Regions from separate parts of the Mus musculus genome. Here regions 2 and 3 are each linked to region 1. Evidence: chromatin contacts called from public promoter capture Hi-C data. All regions are on one chromosome and are shown on one strand. The core of a region is the stretch at or near the end of the contact, and the rest is flanking DNA. Distances in the headings are between cores, read along the strand shown.

Evidence for each region. Promoter capture Hi-C pulls out the DNA fragments that hold promoters and counts their contacts.
Region 2: a promoter capture Hi-C map of pre-B cells shows a contact between it and region 1, with 3 times the contacts expected there. The contact joins the promoter of Cfap61 here to the promoter of Ndufaf5 in region 1.
Region 3: a promoter capture Hi-C map of pre-B cells shows a contact between it and region 1, with 2.7 times the contacts expected there. The contact joins the promoter of Gzf1 here to the promoter of Ndufaf5 in region 1.

The regions. Positions count from the first base shown.
Region 1 is chr2:140,169,217-140,172,843 of GRCm38.p6, forward strand. Ndufaf5 (NADH:ubiquinone oxidoreductase complex assembly factor 5) reads left to right here and starts at 1,430. Exons shown (of 11, transcript NM_027093.4): 1 at 1,430-1,717; 2 at 2,811-2,851. The coding sequence starts at 1,496. Esf1 (ESF1 nucleolar pre-rRNA processing protein homolog) reads right to left here and starts at 1,342. Exons shown (of 14, transcript NM_001081090.1): 1 at 1,261-1,342.
Region 2 is chr2:145,933,020-145,936,555 of GRCm38.p6, forward strand. Cfap61 (cilia and flagella associated protein 61) reads left to right here and starts at 1,765. Exons shown (of 27, transcript NM_001369121.1): 1 at 1,765-1,821. Crnkl1 (crooked neck pre-mRNA splicing factor 1) reads right to left here and starts at 1,681. Exons shown (of 14, transcript NM_025820.3): 1 at 1,535-1,681. The coding sequence starts at 1,585.
Region 3 is chr2:148,679,741-148,683,758 of GRCm38.p6, forward strand. Gzf1 (GDNF-inducible zinc finger protein 1) reads left to right here and starts at 1,380. Exons shown (of 6, transcript NM_028986.3): 1 at 1,380-1,475; 2 at 3,854-4,018. The coding sequence starts at 3,871. It overlaps Gm46771 (a long non-coding RNA gene), which reads right to left and starts at 1,204. Exons shown (of 2, transcript XR_001783505.2): 1 at 1,085-1,204; 2 at 538-705.

The DNA.
Region 1 (3,627 bases), core at 180-2,679:
GCTCCATATACAAGCACCCTTCCAAACATATGAGCACACACGTGCATGGGTATGTGGGCTGATGTAATCATCTACAGATGCAACAGACACAGGAAGACAAAAACAAAAGATTCTGAAATCTCAGCTGGTCTAATTGGGTTTTCATAGTCTTGTTTCATTCTCTTTGTTAATGTTTACTTCATAATTGCATAAGCTTTTGGTTTTACAAAGCTGTCTCTTAACTAATGAGGGGCATTTAAAAAAAAATCAAATCAGATTTACCTTAGTGTTATTTCTATAAATCCTAGTTTCTATCAAGACCCAAATTAGTCTCAAACTACAGTTAACAATTGTCACGTTCTTCTTAATAAATTTTTCCATGTGTATGGGTGTTAAGTATTCATGTGTGTCTGCATATCACTTCTGTGCCTCCTGCCCATGGACGCCTGAAGAGGTCTTCTGAGCCCCTGGAACTGGTTTTACTGACTGGACAATAGTCAGCCATCAAGTGGATGCTGGAAATTTAACCTAGGTCCACTGAAGACCAGCAGCCAGTGCACTTAACCACTGAGCAATCTATCCAGTCCCAAATGTCGCTTTTTTATAACATTTTATTCTCAAAGTGACTAAGGCCTAGATAGGCTATAAACACACAAAAACGCTCACAGAAGTTTGTATGCCTAATGTTCCTTTGTAAAGCGTCCCTGGTGGTTGGATTTCTCCAGATTTCAACTTTGCAAAAAAGTCAGAAGTTTCTGTATGAATAAAAGCTGACTGACCAAACAAGACAGTATTTACGCCCCTCACTCCTGCGACAGACTGTACGCCATCACAACAGGCTAGCCTAGCCTTGAACTGCAATCACTTCTGTCTCTCGGCCTCAATACTGGAATTACAGTGTTGCTTTACTTCAGAACCCTTTACATTCTAATAGAGAGAGAGAGAGAGAGAGAGATACTACAACACCTGGAACAGCTGTACGACACAGCTACCACCTCAACCAACTGCAGTGCGTGTGAATGTTGGAAATGGAAGCCCACGGCGAACATGGGATGTTCAGAGGAGCGAAAGCAACTGGACAGCACTTGAAACGCTTCCCGGTCTCCCTCAAGTCCACCCACCCTCTGGCCTGGGAGCTCCAGGTCAGCTCGTCCCGAACCATCTTCCCACCTCACAAACTTTCGGGGCAAGTTACTCGGCTGCGTTCTCTGTCTCTCTCGAGAAGCAGCTCTGAAGAGAACAATGAGGCCAGAAAGGGACCGGACTATAGGGGCTACTCACAAATCCCAAGGAGAGCCCGACGGGCGACCGCACAGTTTCCCACCACTCTTCTCAGATCCCAGTCTGAGTTCACATGGAGCGCACTCCCACAATCCTCCGCGAGACGCTCCGTCTTAACGGCACGCGAGCTGGGCCAAACTACTTCAACCTTCCGCCTTGGAACTGCGCTAGTCGTAGTCCCGTTGGCGCATGCGCCTAATAGAAACCATGCCCTGCTGTGGCGCCCGGGCTGAAGATGCTGCGAAAGGTCGTTCTTTTGCGCCTCTGCCCACTGCTTGGCCGGCCAGCGGTCTCTGCATCGAGCGGCAGTCGCAGGGAGGTCGCTTCTGGTGTCCCTCCTTCGGGCAGCACCTCGCCCAGAGCCCTAAACATCTTCGACAGGGAATTGAAGAGGAAGCAGAAGAATTGGGCCGCCCGGCAGCCCGACCCCATGAAATTTGACTACCTGAAGGAGGAGGTGAGACTGTGGGGCTGCGACGGAGGGAGGCGTGGAGCCGGGTAGGGCGGACCCACCCACCCGACTGTGTGACCTTGAGAAGCTTCACTCTCTAGAGCCTTTCTGATTTTCCGGGAAGCACGAGAGGCTCCGATAGCATGCGGGGCAATCATTCATTCGCTTTGCAAACACTGCTTGAGTTCCAGGGAAAAGCAAGATCATTTAGGAGTGAGTAGGAGACACATAGACAGGGAATGTAATTGCAGCAAAAGGAAGGTGAAGAAAAAGTGAGATAGCGGTATTGGTGACTGCGGTGGTCAAGAATGGCTGTTATGGCGAAAAGTGAGAGATTAGTTGAGCCGAGATGAGAGATGGGACGAGTCTCCTAGGAAAAGGAAAAGTGCAAAACTCCTAAGGCCAAAAGGACGTGTAGAGGCCTTCAATAAGTCCTTCCATTCTGTTCAAGAAAAGCTTGTAAGAGACTGAGTACAAGGTGTGGATAGTTGACTGCATCCCGGATGACGCCAGTCCGGGGAAGGGTGGTACTTACCATACGATTTCTTTTATGTTGTGTTTAGGAGATGGTCGTCTATACTTTTCCAGACTTGGTGTTTACTAATTTGCAAGCATTGGCTGTCTTAATTTATTATGTAATATATACCAGCCTGACCTCGAATTCATAGAAATCCACCTGCCTCAGCCTCCCGATGTTGATGTTGGGTTTGAGTTTCCGAGACAAGGGTCTTTTTAATATATCCTGGTTTGGAACTCATAGTCACCGTGTATTCCAGACTGGCCTCAGACTTGTGGTAATCCTGCTTACTCCTGAATCGAAGGACTATAGACATAAACTGCCACACCAAGGAGATCGTTAATTTTGATTTCATTAAATTTGCTTCTAAAGTAATTTGCTTCCGTTTGTTTTCAGGGTATTTTATTATTTCCATAATAAAAAAATAAAGTATTTGTAAAGGAAGTTGCTGTGGGACAATAGCAAATGGGATAGAAGGAAACACTTCTGTTTTGAAACATATGTTGAATCTTAGGAAAAAAAGTTACTTTTCTGTTAAGCCTGCTTGGTGTATTTAACCCATTGACTCTTGAAATTTTCCAGGTTGGAAGTCGGATTGCAGACCGTGTTTATGACATAGCCAGGTAGGAGATGCTATTTCAGTGAGATGCAGTCTCTCCTTCTCCCTGCTCCTTTCTCCCATGCTCCCCTCTCCCAGTCTGTCTCTCTGTCTTTTTCCCAAAACAGACAACTTGCTCTAACTCCTAAGCTATACCTTGAACTAGGCTTGGACAGCCCACCTTTCTTAGGTTCTTAAGTATCTGAGACTATAGACCTGCTTCTCCAGTCCTGGTTAAGAACAAAATCTGATGTTGAATGAAGACTGGAAATTAAGTGATGTGAGTTTGCTACGTGGAGTAGTTGAGTATGAGAAATGTATTGGCAGGATTAGAGATTTAACTCACTGTAAACATCTTTCTTTTTAGATTTTTGAGATAGGGTCTCACTATGTAGCCCAGGAGGCACTCCTCCTGCCTCTGCCTCTAAATGTTGAGATTATAAGCATACACAGCCACTCCTGCTTATTCTTTTTCTTGTCCGGGAAAGCAAATGCTGTTTTCTTTTCTTTTTTTTTTTATTAGGTATTTAAATGCTGTTTTCTTCATTGGTAACTTTTATTTTTCTTTTTTTAAATTATGAATGTAAAACTTGTAGCTTTCTTCAAGCCTGAATGACTGATCTACTTCATGTAGCCCAAATTTAGATAGATTGCTCAAAATATGGAATTAAAAATTTAACTACATGTGAAATTTTAAGATTTATTAAACTTAAGTTTAGGTTTTATTGAAATGAACAATAGAATCTTCTGCAGTTTGAGTGAAGGAAAAAAAAGTCTATCTAGATTTGTTTTCCAGTTAGT
Region 2 (3,536 bases), core at 515-3,014, 5.8 Mb after region 1:
TAAAACCCTTGTATATTTTCCAGGACATAAACTTCCTAAGAATGGCAGGGTGGTGGCACACACCTTTAATCCCAGCACTTGGGAGGCAGAACCAGGTGGATTTCTGAGTTCAAGGCCAGGCTGGTCTACAGAGTGAGTTCCAGGACAGCCAGGGCTACACAGAGAAACCCTGTCTCGAAAGAAAAAGCCCTCCTAAGAATGTGCCCAAGATGCCATCTTTGAATAACATCTTCAATTCTCCATGAGGGGCAGGGGGAAAAAAAAATCACACTCCTTCCTCTTTATAACCTGCTTAGAGAACTCCTCTACATATTTTAATCCTTCTAGTGGACAAGCTGGTTTTCCATGACATTTTAGGCCAACTGAAACTTGTTTTTACTAAGTCTCCATCATTAGCCTGTAAGCTTTTAGAGCACCTGAAGCTATAGTTCCAACACAGGAGCTTAAAAGTCAAATGTGTTCAAGTGCAGATGGACCCTAAGTTCTAATTGGCCTTTTTACTGCTGTGATCGAACATCACCAACAAAAGCAACCTGCAGAGGAAAGAGCTGACTGATTGGCTTACACAACTGGACCACAGTCTTCATGAATGGAAGACACGGCAGGAAGCTGGAGGCATACCAGCTGTGCTCAGTCTGCTCTCACAGACTACACCAGAGCCCCTGCCCAGGTGTGGCACTGCCCAAGTAGGCGGGGGGGGGGGGGGCGTCCACATCAATTGGTAATCAAGAAAATGCCTCACACACTTGCCAGCAAGCAAGCTTAGGGACGAATTTTCTTAGTCCAGATGCCTCCTCCTAGATAACTTTATCTTGTGTCAAGCTGTCAAAAACTTAGTCAGCATGCATTCCCTGGCTTTTATGACTCAGGATAGGGGTTTGGGAGCGGGGGTAGGGGGGAAGCTACCACATCAGACTTTTACAATAATTACATGTGGAAATAAGAACTTGTCTCAAGACAAAATGGCCAAATCAGACTTCCAGAGAATGACTGTATGTGATGGCTAAGTGCAAGATTTGACACTTATTAAGTATTGATGAAGTATCAACCACAGTTGGAAATATAACAATTTACTATCTAACCTAAATTTTATGCCATTGCCCAGAGCCTATCCTCTGCCATTCTCTTCACTGCCTAACTTTGATGCAGCCTAAGTGTTAACTTCCTTCACAAAGTTTACCCTCAAGTTTACAGGCACCCTTCTGGCTCTTGCCCATGGCATATCTACACTACTTGGATACATCTATCTGGGTTGCCATTTCGCTCTCTCTCCAGTTTTAGTGGAGCACTCTTGCCCGGAGTAAAAGTAGGGGATCCCCAGAGACTAGCAAAGCAAACAGTTTACCGAACCGAACCGATGCTTTGCAACCCTGGAAGGAAGGCTGGGCAGACGCGAGACGAGCTCGGAGTGACAAGACCCTGCGCCACCTCACCGACCACCTGTCTTCTTGGACCGCGGCACAGAGATCGCTGTCTCGAATCTCTGGTGCCCGACACCGCAGATGCTGTTCGGGGGCTCCTCCCGGTCGCCTACCTTGGCCACTTTAGGAATGCGCTGTTTCCCGGCCGCCGTGGAGGCTGCCATGACTGCAGCCGTGGAACTCGAGCGATCCTGGCCGACAACCGGACTTGAGAAAAGCACTTCGAACCGGCCGGCACAACAGAGTCAGCCACAACAAACTAGATACCGGAACCGGAACCGGAACTTGCGAAGACGACCTTTGACCGCCTCACCAGTCAGGGGAAACGCCGCGTCGTTTCCTTAGCAACTGTGTGCGCGTCCTCTGTGGAGACTTGCGGCTTGCTGGAGCTGCGGGTGAGGTGGGTAGGGCGGGCTGCGCCGCAGGGATATAGGGCTCTGGCGGCGAGGGCTCATCCAGGTCTATCTCCGGGATGCGTGCAGCTGTAGGCCGTGGCACCTTTGAGGGGCGTAGAAATCCATTTCAGGTGTAGAAACTCCGGGGAGAAGGGAAAAGCACCGAGGAAACCCTGCAAGCAGCCTGGGCAGCGGTGCATTCTGGGATTTGTAGTCTTTCGAGTTCCCGCCCCCTCGCCTTAGGCTTCCCCGCGATTGGACCAAGTTAATAATCTTGAAATGTGGATTTTTTTAAAAAAAAAATCAGAAGAGGTATTTTTGAAACAAGATGTTAGAGAAAGGTGGAAATTAGTCAGTAGCAAAGCACCTACAGAAACTGATCAAATTTTTAGTCTGTAAATTTTTTTTTTTTTTTTTTTTTTTTTATTTTCCGAGACAGGGTTTCTCTGTATAGCCCTGGCTGTCCTGGAACTCACTCTGTAGACCAGGCTGGCCTCGAACTCAGAAATCCGCCTGCCTCTGCCTCCCAAGTGCTGGGATTAAAGGCGTGCGCCACCACGCCCGGCATGTAAATTTGTATTATCTCAATTCTCTTATCCTTAATATCCTTAGCTATAAAAGGATAAAAGTATCTATTTCCTTAAGATTAAAGAAAAAAATCTGTCTCTGTAAAATACTCGCTAGATGTTAGTACGTATAATATCTGAAGTACATTAAAAACAGTGATTTAGCATATAGTTAAGATAATTTTTTAAAATAAAAATTTTGGAATTGACAGCAAAATTGGGAAGGTGAGCTTTTCCTACTCTTTCCCCACCCTCAAAGGACTTTCTACGATCCATCCCCACCCCGTGTCAGTTACAAGAAACTGTTAGAGTTTACTTTTGTAACAGTCTTGAGATTTAGGACAACGGCAAGATTTTTTGTTTTGTTTTGGAGACAGGGTTTCTCGGTGTAGTCCTGATTCCCTGGTTGTCCGGGAACTCACTCTGTAGACCAGGCTGGCCTGGAACTGTCAACATCCTCAGGGTACCTCCTGTTCATCCTCCCCCTCGAGCCTTTGTCCATCAATACTCCTTTTTATCAAGCATTTTGTTTGTTTGTTTTTTAATTCCTTCTTTGAAAGTTTTGCGTCTTAATCATAGCCATTCCTCCAGCTTTCCCCAGATCTACCCCACTCCCTATTCACCCAACTGTGTGTCTTTTTGTTTTTTAACCTTTGAAGACTAATTCGTATTGCCCAGATATTCTTGGATATGTGGTCTACTGGAGCTTGGTCAACTTACCAGAATGTTATACTCTTAGAGAAAACTCATGCTTTCCAGCAGCTAAAAAATGACCAATTTCTCCACTGCCAGGTGTGGTATTGTGTGCCCATCTCTCCATAAGGGGATTTGGTCTGGCTTGAGTTTGCACAGGTTTTGTGCTGCGCTGCTGTGTCCAGATGTTTTCTGTAGTCGTCCACTGCCTCTTGAGCGCACACACTGCCTCCTCTCTGATAGTGAGAGCCTTGGGGGCTGAGAGAGTGCGGACACTGGACTGAGGTAGCAGGGATCGATTGATCTATTTTTTTTTAATGTCTCTGTAGTTCTTTGTAGATGGTTGGAGTCATATACCTCTTCAGATTACTGTCTCTCATTTAGTAACGTGCATTTACGCTCGTCATTTATTAGTGACTTAATTAAATCCTTATGAGTTTTTTGTTACAGGTGGTGATGAC
Region 3 (4,018 bases), core at 130-2,629, 8.5 Mb after region 1:
TAATTGCCCCCCACCCCCACCCCACCCCCCTGCTTAGGAACGACAATATATACCTTTCCACCAGTCCAACTAAATGCACTCAACTTTCATCCCACAGAAATGTCGGGGCCCCTTGCTGGTCCAATAAAGCAGTCTCAGCCTGTTGAGCTAGAGTTTAAATACTTCTGTCTCATTTTTCGTACACATAGATTTCCCTTTTGAATATGCTCAGTTTATTCACACAAACACTCCCTATAATACCATGCTATTATAAAGATTAAGGGACTCCCAGCTCAGGGTTGGTTCATCAGCATATCGAAGCCTGCTTGGCTCATAGGAGCTGCCATGTGGTTGGCTCCATAACACATCTTGAAAACATTACATTATTTCAAATCACACAAAATGGTTTTACTTATATTCCAAACTGGGTTGTAAATCGAGATTTCATTCTTCTGTGTAGCAAAACAGTTTATGGCTTATCACACACACACACACACACACACACACACACACACGTGTATTCCAAGATATAATCATCAATATCTATTGAAGTCATAGTTTAAACTAACTTCACCTTGTAAGAACTTTTATTTCAGGTAATTGGCTTAATTCAGTGGCTAGATCGCCTCTTTGCAGCAGGAGCTAGTTAAAAGAACAAGGCATTTGGGAAGTTGAAGGAGCTATCAATCTCGTGGGCATTTCTACTTGAAATAGCCGGCTTCCACCCTAGAGAAAGACACGGTCTGTATTAAGACAGAGGCCAGTTAGTTTTCTAGAGGATTAGATATATTTTAAAGGGAGGAAAAAGCACTGTTTCGCTAAACTAAATGTTCAACGAAAGAAGTGACCAGAGACATTCTATTCTCAGCAAGAAGAGGTCTAGCTGGCTGGTGGCAGTAGGGAGGCGACTTCGTAAAGCTTTAGCAGTAGGTGGAAGCATGATCAACATTTACCGGGAACTGGAAGTGTCAGGCAGGATTTTCTAATGACCAGGTTTTAATTAAGATCATGAGTGGGATTTAAAGCGGAATGATTCAAGAAATACAAAGCTGCGCCAGCCTTCCCATCCCACCCCGGCCGTGCCCTACGCCAAGACTTGACCCACCGAGGCACCCCGGAAGGCTAGAAAAATCCTGCTTCCAGCAACCTGCTGACCAATGCCTAGCTGCGCAGCTGGAGCTTGTCCCAACTTTGTCAAATAGCTCTGCCCCCAACCACTGCGGTGTTCTGCGCAGGCGCGGCCTTGGATAGACGCTGGTGGTAAATCCGGGATCTGCTAGCTAGGGGCCCTGCTCAAACTCACGTAAGATCACGTAACCAACGGCCGGAACCGCCTTTGCAGCTGGAGGTGCGCGCGCAGCGCCTTCCTAGCCTACGGGGGGCGGAGCCCACTAGGGGGCGGGGCGCGCTCGTGGCGACCAATCCGCGGACCCTGCGGTCCGCTGTCCCTGCTGGCCTGGGCCAGGGTACGGGTCCGTGGAGGCACTGGCTAAGAGGTGAGCGTGCTGCCGACTGGTTCGTCTTCTAGGCTGTCCTCTGTCTTCTGTCCCTTGGAGCGGCGGGCTGTGGGGGATGTAGGCACAGGACGGGGAGTACGGGGGTGCGGCGGGACAGGCCGAAATGACCACGCAGGCTGGACTCTGGAGGCCGGAGGAAGGGCTGGACCTTGCCGCCAGAGTTCATTCTCCCTGCGGCTTTGGAAGATCATCGGTGGTCCGGGACTCGGGGTAGCCAAGGTGGGGTCAGAGGTGGTGCAGTCAGAGAGGCCACCGACACCGACCTTTATTCCCTGCCTGAGAGCCAGGATCCCTCTAGGGTGGGCAGGCTGCGGAGAACAGCGTCTCCTGGAGGCCTGGCCTGGGAGTCCCGACCCCGGGACTACTAGGCGACCTTGGTGAGGAGGCTAGGCCCACCCTGAGACGGCCGAATGCCAATGAGTTACAATGGAACACAGCTGTCACTAGACCTCAAATAGCCGCTCGCTATGACCGGTGTCTGCCCCCAGGGGAGGTAAACAGGGAAATCTGCTCAGGGCCTTCTTGGCTGATGGTGAAGTCGCTGCCAGATCTCCTGGAAGAACTTCGATTTCCCTTGAGGGACCAGGGCGAGGTGTTAGGAAATCAGGCTGGCCGTATGGGCATCGGGCCAAGAGGGGTCTTCAGCTTTAGTCTTCAGGCTGGGGCCGGGGATTCTGAAGAGCATTGGCCCTTGAGTACTTGCCTCTTGTCTCTCTCATACCAGTATTTCCTTTATTTAAGCTTCCTCTGTAGGTAGGTAGTGTTCCCTGTAGAGTCCCCTTTAGTCAACATGACATTCCACAGGTGCCAAATTTACAATTGCACTCTCTAGGAGTCTTTTCTGTGTTTGAGACTGGAGATTTTGGGTAGTGGTCTCTTGAATGAAATGGAGAGGCAATGGCAGATCCAGGTAGACATATGGAATCCAAGGTGATGTCTAGCGTCAGGTGAAGGAGATCTAGGAATGCTCTGGAGGGTGGAGACTTGGAGACCCATGTAAGCCTGGAAAAGGAAGTTAGATTCAGAGACAGAGGACTCTGAGAAGAGTGCACAAAGCAGAAGACAGGAAGTTGGGCTAGCATTTTGGAATCCAGGACAGGAATCTTGGGGGATATGTTAACTGCAGGGGAATAACCTTTCATTTGGTGAAGCTGGAGTTGAGGGGGTTGTTGACAAACTATAGTTGAACCAAGACGGGCATGAGGCTCCGGTTCAAGATGCCCATCAGCCAGCTAATCATACTGGCCTGTCACCCGTAAGATGAGATGTCCTTTACAGGTGTGTAGGAAGCCCACCATGAACCAGCAAAGGTCAGACAAGTTGGAAGTGTTTGCTATGTTGTGTTCCATAAAGGCTCAGAATGGCTGGGTCTTCAAGAGGAAGAAGTGAACGTCCAGAGAAGCTTCCCACTTGCTCAAGGTTACACAGTTTGTAAACGCTCTGGAACTTGAATTATTTCAGGAGAGCAGCTCAGTTTACCTGGTGTTTAAGGACATTGCAAATAAGGATGGGTTTTAAGCTATTTTTCTAGGAAGTGCTGTTTTCAGTGGTAAAAGTGATTATCAAATAACAATTTCTTGCTCAAAAAAACCCAACTAGATGTAAATTTTCCTATACTTTGGAATATGTCTTTGAGTAGATTAGAAAATAACCTTGATAAGCAAATTACTGCCTTAATGAGTTTCACTAAAGGTGAACTTATCATTTGTGCTCAGCACTGGGGGAAGGCTTGCCAGTATTGTTTTCATGAGAATATTTCTCATGAAAGCCTTTCTGGGACTTTAGAAACTGATAAGAAGTGAAGTGTAATTGGACTCTGTGTTCTATATGTGTTTTTTTTTTTAAGATCCATTTTGTTTTTAATACTATGCACATTTCTTTGTTAGGGTATGTGCAAGTGAATGCAGGTGTCTGAGAAGTCAGATCCCCTAAAACTGGAGGTAGAGCAGTTGTGAGTCACCCAGTGTGGGTGCTGGGATTAACCTTGGGTTTTCTGCAAGAACAGCATGTACTTTTCTTAGCTGCTGAGCCAACTCTTCCACCCTATCTTTGAGTAATGGTTGTTGTTGTTTTGAGATAGGGTCTCATATAGTTCCGGCTGGCCTCAAAGTTGGCCAAGATTGGTTTTGAACTCCTGTCTTCCTGTCTTTACCTTCTAAATGCTGGGATCCTACCTGGCAGTGTTGGTTATAGATACATGCTGCCACATCCAGTAGTGATTTGAATCTTTCAATGAGAAGATTTGAGTATGTTAGTTACTGTTTATATTCTTAAGAACCAATGTAACTCACATAATTTCAAGCCCTTTCTTTGGTCTTCATTCGTGAGCTGATTGAGTCTTGATTTTGTTTTCAAAGCTGCTTTTAGAAGGAAGATGGAAAGTGGCACAGTTTTGCTGGAATCCAAATCTTCACCACTCAACCTTCTGCATGAGATGCATGAGCTCCGCCTTCTGGGCCACTTGTGTGATGTCACTGTTAGCATAGAGAACCAGGGTGTCCATGAAGACTTCATGGCCCATA